Regions from separate parts of the Oryctolagus cuniculus genome. Here regions 1 and 3 are each linked to region 2. Evidence: chromatin contacts called from public Hi-C and Micro-C data. All regions are on one chromosome and are shown on one strand. The core of a region is the stretch at or near the end of the contact, and the rest is flanking DNA. Distances in the headings are between cores, read along the strand shown.

Evidence for each region. Hi-C and Micro-C count contacts between places; a contact is called where the count stands out from the background.
Region 1: a Micro-C map of ear pinna shows a contact between it and region 2, with 4 times the contacts expected there. The contact joins the enhancer-like site here to the promoter of SNAI2 in region 2. A contact is called at or near these places in 2 of 6 Hi-C or Micro-C datasets (ear pinna and skin fibroblasts).
Region 3: a Hi-C map of an unstated tissue shows a contact between it and region 2, with 3 times the contacts expected there. The contact joins the enhancer-like site here to the promoter of SNAI2 in region 2. A contact is called at or near these places in 2 of 6 Hi-C or Micro-C datasets (skin fibroblasts and an unstated tissue).

Annotation. Positions count from the first base shown.
Region 1 is chr6:72,978,588-72,983,153 of mOryCun1.1, reverse strand. All of the region lies in intron 4 of LOC108176498, which reads right to left. Among named protein-coding and RNA genes, the nearest start is that of CLXN, 52 kb to the right of the region's middle. Within about 2 kb of position 2,188, at least 4 of the 8 cell types and tissues checked have an H3K27ac peak or open chromatin away from gene starts, as enhancers often do. A contact at or near this core is called in ear pinna, where this site is marked.
Region 2 is chr6:73,115,459-73,119,730 of mOryCun1.1, reverse strand. It overlaps SNAI2 (snail family transcriptional repressor 2), which reads left to right and starts at 2,615. Exons shown (of 3, transcript XM_002710513.5): 1 at 2,615-3,000; 2 at 3,761-4,272. The coding sequence starts at 2,922. It overlaps LOC103348011 (a long non-coding RNA gene), which reads right to left and starts at 2,708. Exons shown (of 3, transcript XR_007918597.2): 1 at 2,592-2,708; 2 at 1,400-1,499.
Region 3 is chr6:72,865,643-72,870,015 of mOryCun1.1, reverse strand. All of the region lies in intron 1 of LOC127490566 (a long non-coding RNA gene), which reads right to left. Among named protein-coding and RNA genes, the nearest start is that of CLXN, 61 kb to the left of the region's middle. Within about 2 kb of position 2,770, at least 2 of the 8 cell types and tissues checked have an H3K27ac peak or open chromatin away from gene starts, as enhancers often do.

The DNA of each region.
Region 1 (4,566 bases), core at 939-3,438, 140 kb after region 2:
TAGGGTGGGAAGTATCATTATGCTCTTAAAACTGTATACATCAAATACATAAAATTTGTTCCATTTATATAGATTTTTTTTTAAAAAATTTCTTCACTGCTAAGTTGCTGGACTTTTTCATGCCTGCCCTAAGATTTTTTTCTGCACATGTTTAGGGGTTGATGAGGGGACCTGATGTAGATGGCCCGCTCCTAAGGAGAGGCATGACTCCAAAGACCACAGCACAGACTGCCAAGGCAAGGATGGGACCCAGTGGGCTCAGTGCCAGCAGGGCACTTGAGCCAGGCCATTGCCACGGTCCTTCAGCACCAAGATTCTGTCATTCTCAAATCAAGTTAGGTGCTGGACAAGGTGAGCGGGACCCCGGGCTCATGCTCAAGTGCTCACTAAGCAAGACAGCCTGCAACCTGCGATGTCCAACAGGCCATCTGGATGGTGCCTGCAGCGTCCTCATCCTCTGTGCAGTCAAGGCGGTCTTGACCTCTGAAGCCCTATTTCCCTGACACCAAGCCATACAGCACATGTCATTTGTGATCCTCTCTCTCAGTGCCCTACAGTCCACTTTGCCTCTGAGCTCTCATTCCACAACTAAAGTCCATCTGTTCCAATAGGGTCACTCCCGGGGAAATTGGAACCTGAACCCACATTTCCACCCTCATGGACTGGGTTCTTCTTAATGTTACAGTGATGGGGATCGGCATACCAGAGTAAACAAGGACAAACACAGCAGGGCCTCTGCCTTCAAATCACTTTGACGGTGGGGCCAGACAAACAGACTAAGACATTTAGGATCATGACAACATCAGGTGCCTCAGGAGACTCAATGGATGTGAGACATACTGACTTGAGGAGCTGGGGACAGTTTTGTGGAGTAGACAGATGGTACTTGAAAACTGGTCAAAATTTTAAAAATTGGAAAACGGAGTGGGGTTAGAAAGAATTATGGAGTAAGCCTTAGGCTCGAAGGACAAATCACACATCACCAAAGAAATCAGGCCAAGGAAGTGCAGACATGACTGGACATAGCACAGAGTGCCTTGGCGCCCGGGACGGGGGTGGTGGGGAGCACCGTGCACCTGCGTGCACTCCTGCGCTGCCAGTGTGGACTTCAGTCTTCCAGCAGTGATGGTCACCAAAGGGGCCTGAGCAGTGCTGTGCCCCACTCAGGACAGACAAGGGGAGGGCACACAGCCAGCAATCACTGATGGCAGGAAATTCTCACCCCCTGGTTTTTACCACTTGCAGCCCTCACTGTCCCCCATGTCCTCCTTCCTGGGGGAACATGCTAAGCTGTCTTAAAGCTACTCATTTTGAATGAAAGACGCTTGTCAGTTCCTTGTAGTGGAAGCATTCAAAATCCTTGCTCCCAGCTCTTTGGAAAGTATGCATTCTATTACCCATAGTCGCTCTACAGTACAACAGAATACAACACTAGAAGCTGTTTTTCTTATCCAACAGTGACTTCACAGATGTGCTTTCCCTAATTTGAACATTAAAACACACACACACACACACATACGTATGTACATATGTACTGAAAAATCACACAGTACCCCATAAACACAAGGGTGCTTCAGAAAGTTGATGGGAAAAAAAAAAAAAAAAAAACAGAATCCAAGTGTAAGTTCATTTCGGTGCCAAAATGTTTTCTGAAATCCTACATATGAGGGATCTTCAAAAGGTTTCAGGAAAAAGTCATGCATAGATTAAAAAAAAAAAAAAAAAAACTACACCAAAATAACTTTATCACTTAATTGCATTTTCCACGAATTTTTTTGAAATGCTCTCATCTGTCCAATTTTTTTTGTCAATTAAAAGAATGATAATAACTTTATGAGACTCTACTAAAATATTTTTGCAAATATATAATCAGTTGAAGACTCAAGACGGAAATCTCGTCAAGGTGCGGAAGCTGGCTGGGCACCCGGAAGGGCACTGGGGAACGCAGACTTGAAGAAGCCTTCTCTCCGTTCACTCCCCCCCCCCCCCCCCCAGGGAAAGCCTAGAGCCCTGGAGCTGGCCTCAAAGCGAAGGCCAGGCACCAGCTCCTAAATCTCCTGCTGAGTCATATCCTTTTCTAGGGCCACAGTTCTGGAAGGCACAAAGCAGAGTCCCGACCGGCTGCGGGGAGCAGGGCGCCTGCAGCCCTGAGCAGATGAGTAAGGTCCCGCGGCTGCAGCGGCCACGCCCGCGCTCCTCCTCCCTTCGCCCCGAGAGGCGCACAAAGGCTCTGTGTCCTGAGCCCATGGCGTCGTGTGGTCACCCAACTTGCGACCAGTTTCTCTAAGTTGAAAAATGAAAGCAAGAAGAGGCAAGGGAAAAAAAAAAAAGGGAAACAGCTCAAAGCCGAATTCTTGCTAAGTACAGACTTTCCAAAACCATGAGGAAATGGAAAACGCTTCCCCGGACCCCCCACCCCCACCCCTGGCCAAGCCTTAGGTGCATCTGACTTCTCTGGTGCCAGCGCCCGGAGCTGTGCCAAGGCCCTGGGGTCACAATGACCCTCTCAGGTCTCTCCTCTCACCAAAGCCCAGCAGACCAAGCTTCTGACTGTCAAAGTGCAGAGAAAAACACATTCAGAAAAGTGTGCTCCAGTTATATATCCCATTACACAAAGACGATCACTATGAGACGATTGCAATTTTAAATTAAAAACAACAACAAAGTGGTTAGGAAAGCGTCCTGCTCTGCGGACAGATAGACTTGTAGCAGCTGTCTCCAGCTCCCTAGGGACGCAGGGCCGCCCACCTGCTCCGGGGTTGGGGTCAGCGGGTCACCCTCCAAATCCCAGCCTGGGGAGGCAAACGAGGCTTCCTTCTGGGAGAAGGGTGGTCTTTGCTAACCTGCTCTCCCCAGGCTGCAGGGCCAGCAAGCAGAAGGGGCAGAAACAGGAGGTGGAATATGATTCATCCTTAGTTGAGAAGTGACTCAAAAAGGAAATTGCCTGGTGCGCGGGGATGACACAGTCCAGGGCAACCTGCTGTGAGCAGGCCTGCCTGTCAGGCTGCTGTCTACCTTGGCCGTGGACAGGAGTCACAGACACGCCAGCACACTCCGGCCTCAGCCTGCATATAGTGACTCAGGGAGGTTTCCTCGCGGCCTCTCCCTCCGACCACTCCCAGTCTCCAGGGATTGCGGAGCCAGGCATGCGCGCCGGCCCAGGGAGGCTGCAGGGCACATATATTGCCCACCGGCAGGGCAGCTAGCAAAGGCAGCTGGAAGCGCGTGCGCCCAGAATTCCTGCCCGCTAAGGTTGAACCTAGACCCAGCTAACGCTTCCTGTGTCATGCTCTCACTGTCTCCAAATTCTCTGATTTTGCTTTTCCTGTCCTCGCTCCTTCTCTTTCCCTCCCTCCTTCCTTCCTTCCCTCCTTCTTCCCTACTGTCTGTTCCTCCTCCTCTCCTCTTCCTTGCCTTCCTCCCCTCCCTCTTCTTCAGTGGCAATCTGTCGAGAGTTCACACTACGCAAAGGCGGCACTATGCTTTTCCAACAAAAATAATGGAGCCTCAGAGTAGTCCTAGAAAACGTAGTCTACAAAGAAACAACGAATGCACCCATACAGGTAAGCCAGTGCTGCCTGTGGCATCCCTTGAAAACAGCTTCATTTCTTCAGAAAAGACCAACTGAGTAAGTGGGTAGGTGGGATGAGGTGAATGAGTGAGTGGAGCACCTTCCAGGTGCCAGGCACTGCTCTAGGCATTGTGAGTAGAACGCAGAATCCCTGCCTTTAGGTGTGACAAACATGGAATTCAGAGTTATATGGGTGTTCAGGGGTTGAAGGGAGAGTGGGGGGGGGGGGGGGTTAAAGGGAAAGAAGAATGAAGAATCCCAAATAGAAGGCAGAGTTTGGGGTGATGAAAGTCGATGGGGTGTACACCATCCAGACAGGAAAACTAGGAAGTTTCTGAATCTGATGAGTTTTGGAGAAACAACAAATCAGAAATGGCAACAGGTCCTGCTCTGCTCTCTACTTTTGGCCCCTGTTAAGATCGCTACCCTTCCCAGACCTCATCCCAGTCACCAAAATAGGACGGGGAAAAATAAAGGAAACCCATCTGACTTTTCAATCTGTCTCTATTTCTGGCCATTTCGCTCAAACCTAAGCCTCATAAATAGAGCAGACAATTGGAATGGGGCCTTAGGGACAGGTAGGAGTGAAGTGGACTGGAAACAGGCAGAGGACACTGCCCTGTGGCATCCACTCGGCCCCTGGGTTTTGTTTCTCAGTCTATTTCCTGTCTCCAAGCCGAAAACTCTCCGTTCTTTCCAATTCCTAATAAACACTGAGGAACAATCTAGCAAACATAGCCTTCTGATATTGCACGTTTTACCACTGAGGTAGAACCCATCCACAGAGAAGTGCACAGATCATATGCATATGAAGTGTTGATATATGCGTACGCCTGAGATGGCACCACTCTATTCAAGGTGAGGACAGTATCCACACCCCAAAAGCTCTCTCAACCCTCGCCAGAGGACACCCCTACAGTGGGGCAACCTCTATTCTGATTCCTGTCACCACAGATTAAGTTTGTCAGCTCCCAAACTTCATGCAAATGGAATTC
Region 2 (4,272 bases), core at 1,366-3,865:
AAGTTCCAATGGGAGTCAGGCGCGGGAAAGGGTCCTTGCCCACAGGAATGCAAGCTTGGGGTGGGGTATATTCAAGCCTCCCTATTAAAGGCCACCAGAGTTGCTCATCTCTCCCCATGCCCCAGCCCACAGGCAGAGCCTGTGCCTTCCGTATTGTCACATGGCCAGCGCCCACCTGCTGCACCCCGGCCGGGCTGTGTGCACAGACAGGAATTCCTAGGACAAGCACCTTCTTCTCATGCAAGGACTCCTCCAGTCAGCCTGCATATTTAACACCCGATTATTACCAGCCTGGGACTGAGTCTTACGAGAGCAAAATCCATTTGGGTTTTTTTCTGACACCTTTTTGTTTTCTTTCATTGCCTTCTCTTTTTATTCCAAAAACAAACGTGCAAAAGCTGGTGTCCTTGCTTTGACAAAGACTCTGTCCCCGGCAGGCGAGAGTGAGTCTTGTGGTCGATGGCCATCAGCAGCTCAGAGGCAGGAGCCCTGTGGCTAACAGAGCTTCCTCCAGAAGAGTCCTTGCCGCTGGCCACTGGGTGTGCCCTTGACTTCCCTTGTCTAAATGCTGCGGCCGTGTCTGAGCAGAGCACCTGTTTGGTGTGACTCATGCTATCAGCGCGTGGACGCTCCCTCCTGACAGGAGAGCAGACCTCACACAGGTATGCAAGTGACTCGTGAGCACGCGGATGTGTGTACTGACATGCCTCATGCACCGTCCCTGGCAGCACTAGGCGCTGCCACACCACCTGCCTCCTGTCCGTGTGGGGCACCTCAGGTGCCAGGGAAGGAGGCCTCCATGGTTGAACCTCTATAACCCAAACTGAGGTTGTTTTCAAGCATAGTGAGTGATTGTTCAGCTTTTTAAAGAGATTTTTAAAAATACATATTTTGGCAGGTTATCTTGTATTATAATTACCAGCGAATAAACACCAGAACATTCTCTAACACTCCTCCATTGTGAATAGACTCTATACAGAGAGAAAGTAGGGGAGGAAATAAAAGTCCGCAGCTACTTGTATTTTCCCAAATGTATTGTGTCTCTAAGATAACATGCATTTTGCAGGAAATGGTGTGGGAAGGACAAGGAGGACTCCTGTGCAAATGAACCAGGTGTCTAAATCTGAACAAAAGTAGCCGGCTCGGAATCCCGACTCCGACTTAGACTCCAGGTACGGACTGTGGTAGCACCTAATGTGAATTCATATTTTGCATTTCCTGCCCATCAGGTTCCCATAGCATAAGGAATCATCTGAATTCCTTTCTCTGCTTGACATTTAGAACAGTGACTGCTGGACTCACAAAAGGGACTCATTGAAATCAGCTCAGGAAACCTATGAGCATGGCCCTGGTACACAACACACACACACACACAAACACAGCAGTCTGGTTTTCTCACCCCAAGATTAAGCAGTTAGGCCGTCTGACAATGCACTTCTCACCCAAGTCCTGACATCACCACTGTTGTTTTCTTTTCCACATTTTTCCCCTTCTAGCACCTGTTAGAAACAAGAATAGGGTGGTCTTCTTGCAGATTTCTTCTGTCTTCATTCTTTGAACAAGTAGGAAGGAAAATGTGAAATGGACTGGAATGTTTGAAAAGATGGTTGATATTTTACTTTCAAACAGAGCCAGGTTAGAGGAATTTTAGATTTAATACCATACTCATAAGCAAGGTGTTTTTGCTGGTGACCCAATACCTCCTTAAAACTTCATAGATGTAGTGCTCCTAAGGGCATCCTTGTATATTTTTCGGTGCACTACAGGAAATGGGTTCATACTGGCATGGGTTATGATGAATGTATTCTGAGGGAAGTAGCCCCAAATGAAAGTACATAAATACTTGAAACATTTGTCTTCAAAGATCCATGCTAGCCTTTCTCGCTCATGAAAAAAAAAAAAAAAAAAGCCTTGTGGTACTCGAACTCTTCTCAAAGGCGCTTGTGCGAGAATTTTCCACGGCCCATAATGACAGTTTAACTATTGTCCCTCCCTCTCTGCCAGCCTTTCTATCTTTGCGGATTCTCTCCTCCCCGGAGAAGCAGCCCTGCGACGGGGCTACAAAGCAATTCTCAGCCCCCATGGCTAACACGGTGACAGGACTACCTAACGTCCAGGAGAAAAAGCGCCGCCTCTGGCTCAGCCTAGGGCTGGCCGCGCACAGCGGCCGCCGAGCGCTGGGGCAGCGGCCGGGGCTGCGGACCGGGACTAGCCCCGGGAGCCCCCACACCGCGGCGCTTTTGTCTTCACACTTCCACCTTCCTTTCGCAAACGCCAAGAACAGCTCTTTGTTTGCTCCCTGAGCAAGGCAACCCTCTCCAAATGCCACTTCCAAATACAGGCGCTCCTGAAGCCCAGGCTCCCCGCTAGCTTGCAGGCCAGCTTTTTCCTTCCTCGGGCGGACATTGCGTGCCTTCGCCTGCGCGCTGCCCACATCTGGACGCCAGGCCGGCTCGGGGCAGCCATCGCAGCCCCTCCGACCGAGCCCCGGAGCTCCGGGAGAGTACGAAATCGGTGGGCAGAGCTAACGCAGGGACATCGACTCTCTTAGAAATATTTAAGCACCTCTCCCCGCCTCTCCCCTGAAATACCGAAAAACAGTCCATTTTGAAGCAGAATAATTTAGTCTGACAACAGATTCTTCCTCTGTTCACAGCTGTCCCAGGGGGCGGGGCTGAAACCTGAGCCTCTCGGCTGTGATTGGATCCTTCTTGCAAAAGAGAGGAAAAAAAAACCCTCGCAGCCCGAACGGGCTCAGTTCGTAAAGGAGCCGGGAGACCTCAGAGGCGCCGGCCCGTCCGCCCGCGGCACCTGAGCGCGGCCCGAGCCCAAGCCCGGCCGGCCGCGATGCTGTAGGGACCGGCCGCGTCCTCCCGCCGGACCGTTATCCGCGCCGGGCGCCCGCCAGACCTGCCTGCAAGATGCCGCGCTCCTTCCTGGTCAAGAAGCATTTCAACGCCTCCAAAAAGCCGAACTACAGCGAACTGGACACACACACAGGTAAACAAAAAAATAATGATGAAAAGTTTGCCTAGAACTGTAACGATATGCAAATATAAATAGGTGTGCCTGCTGAAACACTGGATTACAAAAGAGCTAACGTCTCAGCTGTTTCCTTTGGAAACTGTTCTAAAGGAGAGCTGGGCGTCTTTTGATCACCTAGAACTCGTTTTAATTCAAAACTTTGAAAACTCCTAACTGACAGGGAAGACTTTATTCAGCGCTGGCAGCTTCCGTCTCTGGAGCTTGTAGGTACTTGCACAGTGATCTGTGGCAGATGAGCCACTCAGCTACGTCAGTGTGCAATTGTTGCTTTTTTCCCTTCTTGGAGCTTCTTTCCTTCAGAAGGCAGCCTGACCTCCCCCCTGTGTTGGCTCTCGGCGGTTATAACACATGTAAATAGCTCGTGCCTTCCGTGGAAAACAGCTGTTGTGTCTGCTCTTTAGAAATAAGGTCTGGGTTCTTCCTCCTGGATGGGGCGGGAAGGCACTGCCTGGGCTGCGCTCCCGGGGTGCCCAGTGCGGGGCTGGCGGGGGCAGCTGTCAGGCTGTGTGTGCCTCCAGCACAGTAACCATGTAGTGGCCAGGGTGGAAGGGCAGTGTTTTCCCAGTGCGTGTGTCCTCTTAAACGAGGCTCTCTTCTTCATTACCAAGTGCTCTCTGTGTTGTCAGATCTTTCCTGCCTGTGGGTGTGTGCATGTTTTATCTCAGTTATTTTTTTTTTACCTAAATCTCCTTCTCTCTCCTTTTCTTTCCCCCAGTGATCATTGCCCCATATCTCTATGAGAGTTACCCCATGCCTGTCATTCCACAACCAGAAATCCTCAGCTCCGGAGCGTACAGCCCCATAACCGTGTGGACTACGACGGCACCATTCCACTCCCCTCTGTCCAGCGGCCTCTCTCCTCTCTCCGGATACCCCTCCTCCTTGGGGCGCGTGAGTCCCCCTCCTCCATCCGACACCTCATCCAAGGACCACAGCGGCTCCGAAAGCCCCATTAGCGATGAAGAGGAAAGACTGCAATCCAAACTCTCAGACCCCCATGCCATTGAAGCTGAGAAGTTTCAGTGCAATTTATGCAATAAGACTTATTCAACTTTTTCTGGGCTGGCCAAACATAAGCAGCTGCACTGCGACGCCCAGTCTAGGAAATCATTCAGCTGTAAATACTGTGACAAGGAGTATGTGAGCCTGGGCGCCCTTAAGATGCACATTCGGACCCACACGTTACCTTGTGTCTGCAAGATCTGTGGCAAGGCGTTTTCCAGACCC
Region 3 (4,373 bases), core at 1,521-4,020, 250 kb after region 2:
AAGCATTTTAGATCACGCCATTCTTCACTTGAGTATCTTCTTCTTGTTTAAAATACTTATTTATTTTTGTTGCATTGTTTTGAAAGGTAGAGAAATAGACAGACAAACAGGCAGAAGCAGATAGAAAGATAAAGTCCTCATCTACTGGTTTACTCCCCAAATGACCATAATAGATGGAGCTAGGCCTGGCCAAAGCTGAGAAAGAGGAACTCAGCCTGGGTCTCCCAGGTGGGTGGCAGGCAACCAAGCCCTTGAGGAACTGCCTGCAGCCTCCCTGGATGTGCATGACAAAGATGCTGGAACCAGGACCAGAGCCAGGATTTGAACCCAGACACTGCAATAAGGGGGGTGGGTATCTCAGGTGACATCATAACTGCTGTGCCAAACACCCACCCCAAGGATCTCCATCTTCATGTGGCCAGTGTCATTGTGAGAACAGGACACTGAAAGGAAATATTTGCCACAAACCATTTCCTGTTTCATTGTGAGCTGCCAAAGGCTACCCGCTGGCCACTGGCCATTTGATGAGGAAGGAGAAATCAACAGAGAGTACAACGACCGTGATTCTGTCCTGACAGAGGAGGGGCGGCATTGTGTGAAGTACTTACTAAACTCTATTTCTGTCTAAAACAATGCCGATGCAAGGAAGTGAGCCCATCAGATTAGCTTCCCAGCTCAGCCAACAGGTCCTTGGCAATTTTCCAAGTTCTATGATTTTTTTTGTAAGAAATGTGTAATTTTCCATTTTTATTAATGTAAAAATGATTACATCTTCAAACTCTCAGATAGTTATAATCTCCTGTGTGACTGTCATGTAAGAAAATTGTGTTTGTTTTTTTAGAGAGAATACTTAGCTTAAAAAAAGTCGTAAAATTCTAGTACTTGAATGGACTTCAGCAAGTTCTGCTTACACAGAGAAACTACCGCATAATTTTTGCCTTTAATATGCAAAGTCAAAGAATCTGTTTCAGTTTTTAATCAATCCTTCAAGTTCTTTGAATCTATTTTTTTAAATTACAACTTTGTCATACATATATTTGAAAATAGCCTTTTCTTCTTTAGGTTAAAATAGCCACAGTATGCTCAACTTAAATCCAATTCCAATATTCAGATTATCTTACAATGTTCTCTCTTTTAAGATTTTTTATTTATTTATTTGAAAGGGGCAAGGGGGGAGAGAAAGAGAGAGAGAGAGAGAGAACCTCTATCCACTGGTACACTCCCCTAATGGTCGCAATGGCTGGGCTGGAGCAGGCCAAAGCCAGGAGTCTGGAATTCCATCCAGGTCTCCCATATGGGCGGCAGGTGTGCAAGCACTTGAATCATCTTCCATTGCTTTCCAATGCAGCACACATGATGCCTTAACCCCTGTGCCACAACACTGGCCCCAATATTCTCAAGTTTTTACATAGAACTCACAGAACTTGGAGATTAACATTGGAATCCTATTCTAGGCATAGCCTAAAAATGTCACCAGAGACCTGCAATTTGGAGAAGTATATTGAGTTTTGGTATTACAGGGTCAGACTTCAAGGGAAACAGGATTTTCATTCCTGAGTCAGGGCCAAGCAGTGATTAACATTGCATTTCTTATCTAACAAAATGTATTGAGCACCTAGTATCTGCCAAGTACCATTCTGGGCAAAGACTTTAATCAGATACAGCCCCTGTGCAGAGGAGGGCTCAGTTTTATTATTAAAAAACATAGAACATAAAGAGTTCTAAATAAATGCTACCCACTATTAATATTTTACCATGTTATTAATATTGCATAGGTTGATAATCTATAATCCAAACAAAAATCTAAAATCTGCAATATTTTGAATGTACTATGAAACCACAACTGGAAAATCCCCCACCTGACCTCTTATGATGAGGCCCACTCAAAATACAAGTGCATTCAAAGTATTGTTCAAAATGTCCTTCAGGCTGTGTCTGCGAGGTGGATATGACACATACACAAATGTCTTGTTACACTTGGGGCCCGTCTCTTATATATCTCATAATGTGTGTGCAAATATTCCAAAATCTGAAAAAAATGCAAATCCAAAGCACTTCTGGTGCCAAGCATTTCAGATAAGAGATGTACCATGTTCATGGTATGGCCCTGAGTATTTCAGCAACATTCAGTGCTTAATCTCACCACTGATTTGGAGAAGCTATTTAAATTTTATAGTTGAAAATTACAACCTTTGTTTTATAATTTCACTTGGTAGAACATAGCCTGTTTCCCCTAGCAGTGTATCTTAGCCCACCAAACCTCTGCCTGAGTAAGGAAGCCAAGCTTGGATTGAAGAAAGAGAAAGAGGAATGTGTGACCTGGATCATTTCTTCTTCCAAGGTTCTCAGACAGTATTCATAATACAGACCAGAGCATCCCTTTCAGGTATGCTTCCAGATTGTTGGTGCAGTCCTGAGAACTCCTTCAGCCTCAAAGTCTGAGCCCAGGCTGACTGCTGTGGAGGCCTCCCACAAACCCTGCCAGTGCACCCTGCTCTTCACAGCCTCTTGGCCCCAGAGTGCCCTTGACTGAGATGACAAATGCACACTGCATCATGTAAGCAATGGTCACTACCAAATATGAAGGGAACAAGATCACAGCCCTGAAGAACCACATACCCAGCTAGGGAGAGACAGGCAGAGCTGCCCGTGTGTCTGCACAGAGGCTGGGGAGCACCCGGGAGTCCCCACGCCAGGTGGAAAGACAGGTAGATGGTTCCTTCCTTTGGATGTGTGAAGTGCTTCCTTGAGGCATGCGTGTCATCAGTGAGGCCCTCAGGGAGCTGCTGCTGCTGTGTGGGCGGGAGCCAGGGCAAGCTTGCAGGTGCCTGGGGATTTGTGTGCAAGCGTTAAAGGCCAGCTGCTGGGGCTGAGCCAGCCTGTGCAAGCTGAACCTCAGCTGGTGACCTGTCCCTGCCTGTACTCCTAAGGAATCACGAGGAGGGAGGCCTACCTCCCTGGAACAAGACTTCTATTTATTACAGAATCAAGAATCGACTTTCTATATGCCGTATTGTAGATCATGCAGTGGAACTCAGACTTAACTGCAAACTTAAGGAATGGGGGGAAAGGGCAGGGCAGAGGGGAAAGGAGACGTCCGGCAACCCCTTGGCAGGGCTGCTCACCCTCTGCGCCCTCTTAGGGGCAAGCGTGTGAAGCCCAGTCCCAGCATGAGTGAGTCCTACTTGGAAGCTGGAGAGGTCTCCCTGGAGCACATGAATCTAAGTAGGGTGAAATTATTACACTATCCCCAGCTGTATGTGGGAAACTCAAAAGCTTCGTGGAACTGCAAGCTTTGGGTGCAGCAGTTAAGTTGCTGCTTTGGACACCTGCTTCCCCTGTGCTGTCACATGACTCAAGTCCTGGTTATTCTGTTTCCCATCCACCTGAGAGGCAGCACTTGTGGGAGACCTGGGTTGAGATTCCCAGCTCCTGCCTTCATCCTGCCCCAGCTCTGGCTGCTGCAGGCATTTAGAGAATGAACCAGCAGACATGAACCAGCAGATAAAGTCTCTCTCTCTCTCTCTATCTCTCTCTCTGTGTGTGTTTAAAATGAAAAATATATAATTTTTTAAAGTTCATTAAAAATGGAACTAAAAGATAAATTTATTTTGCTGCCAAAATATGTTAAAGCCCTTGCATCTTTTTTTCCAAATACATGGATTTCAAAAAATATTTTAAGATAGTAATTAATTAATTCATTTGAAAAGCAGAGTGACAGACAGACAGAAAGATCTTCTACCCATTGGTTCACTCTCCCAAATGACTGCAACAGTCAGGGCTGCCAGGAGCCAGGAACTCCATCCTGGTCTCTCACATGGGTGGCAGGGCCCAAGTACTTGGGCCATATCCTGCTGCCTTCTGAGGTGCATTAGCAGGGAGCTGGATCAGAAGCAGAGTAGCTGGCATGCACACCATTGTTCTGATATGGAATGCCAGCATTGCAAGGAGTGGCTTAACCCATTAGACTACAATGCCAACCCCTCAGCAATTTTTCTTTCACCAAAATAAATGTATTTTTTATTTTTAATTTTCCGCCTACTTTTTGAGGTACTCCTATATAATTACTAAAACTTTACCCAGTGATACAATACTAGATCTACTTCTAGTTTGGTTGCTCATCATGAACAAAAATCCATGAAAACAGTGCTCAGGGGTAAGTTTTTGGTGCTGATATTTAAAAGCTGCTTGAGACATCCACATCCCTTACAGGAGAGCCTGGGTCTGAGTACCAGCTCAGCTCTAGATTCCAGCTTCCTGCTAATGCACACTTTGGGATGTGGAAGATAGTGATGTAAGTGGTTGAGTCCATGCCACTCACATGGGTGACCTGGTTTGAGCTCCTGGTTCCTGGCTTTGGCCTGGCCCAACCT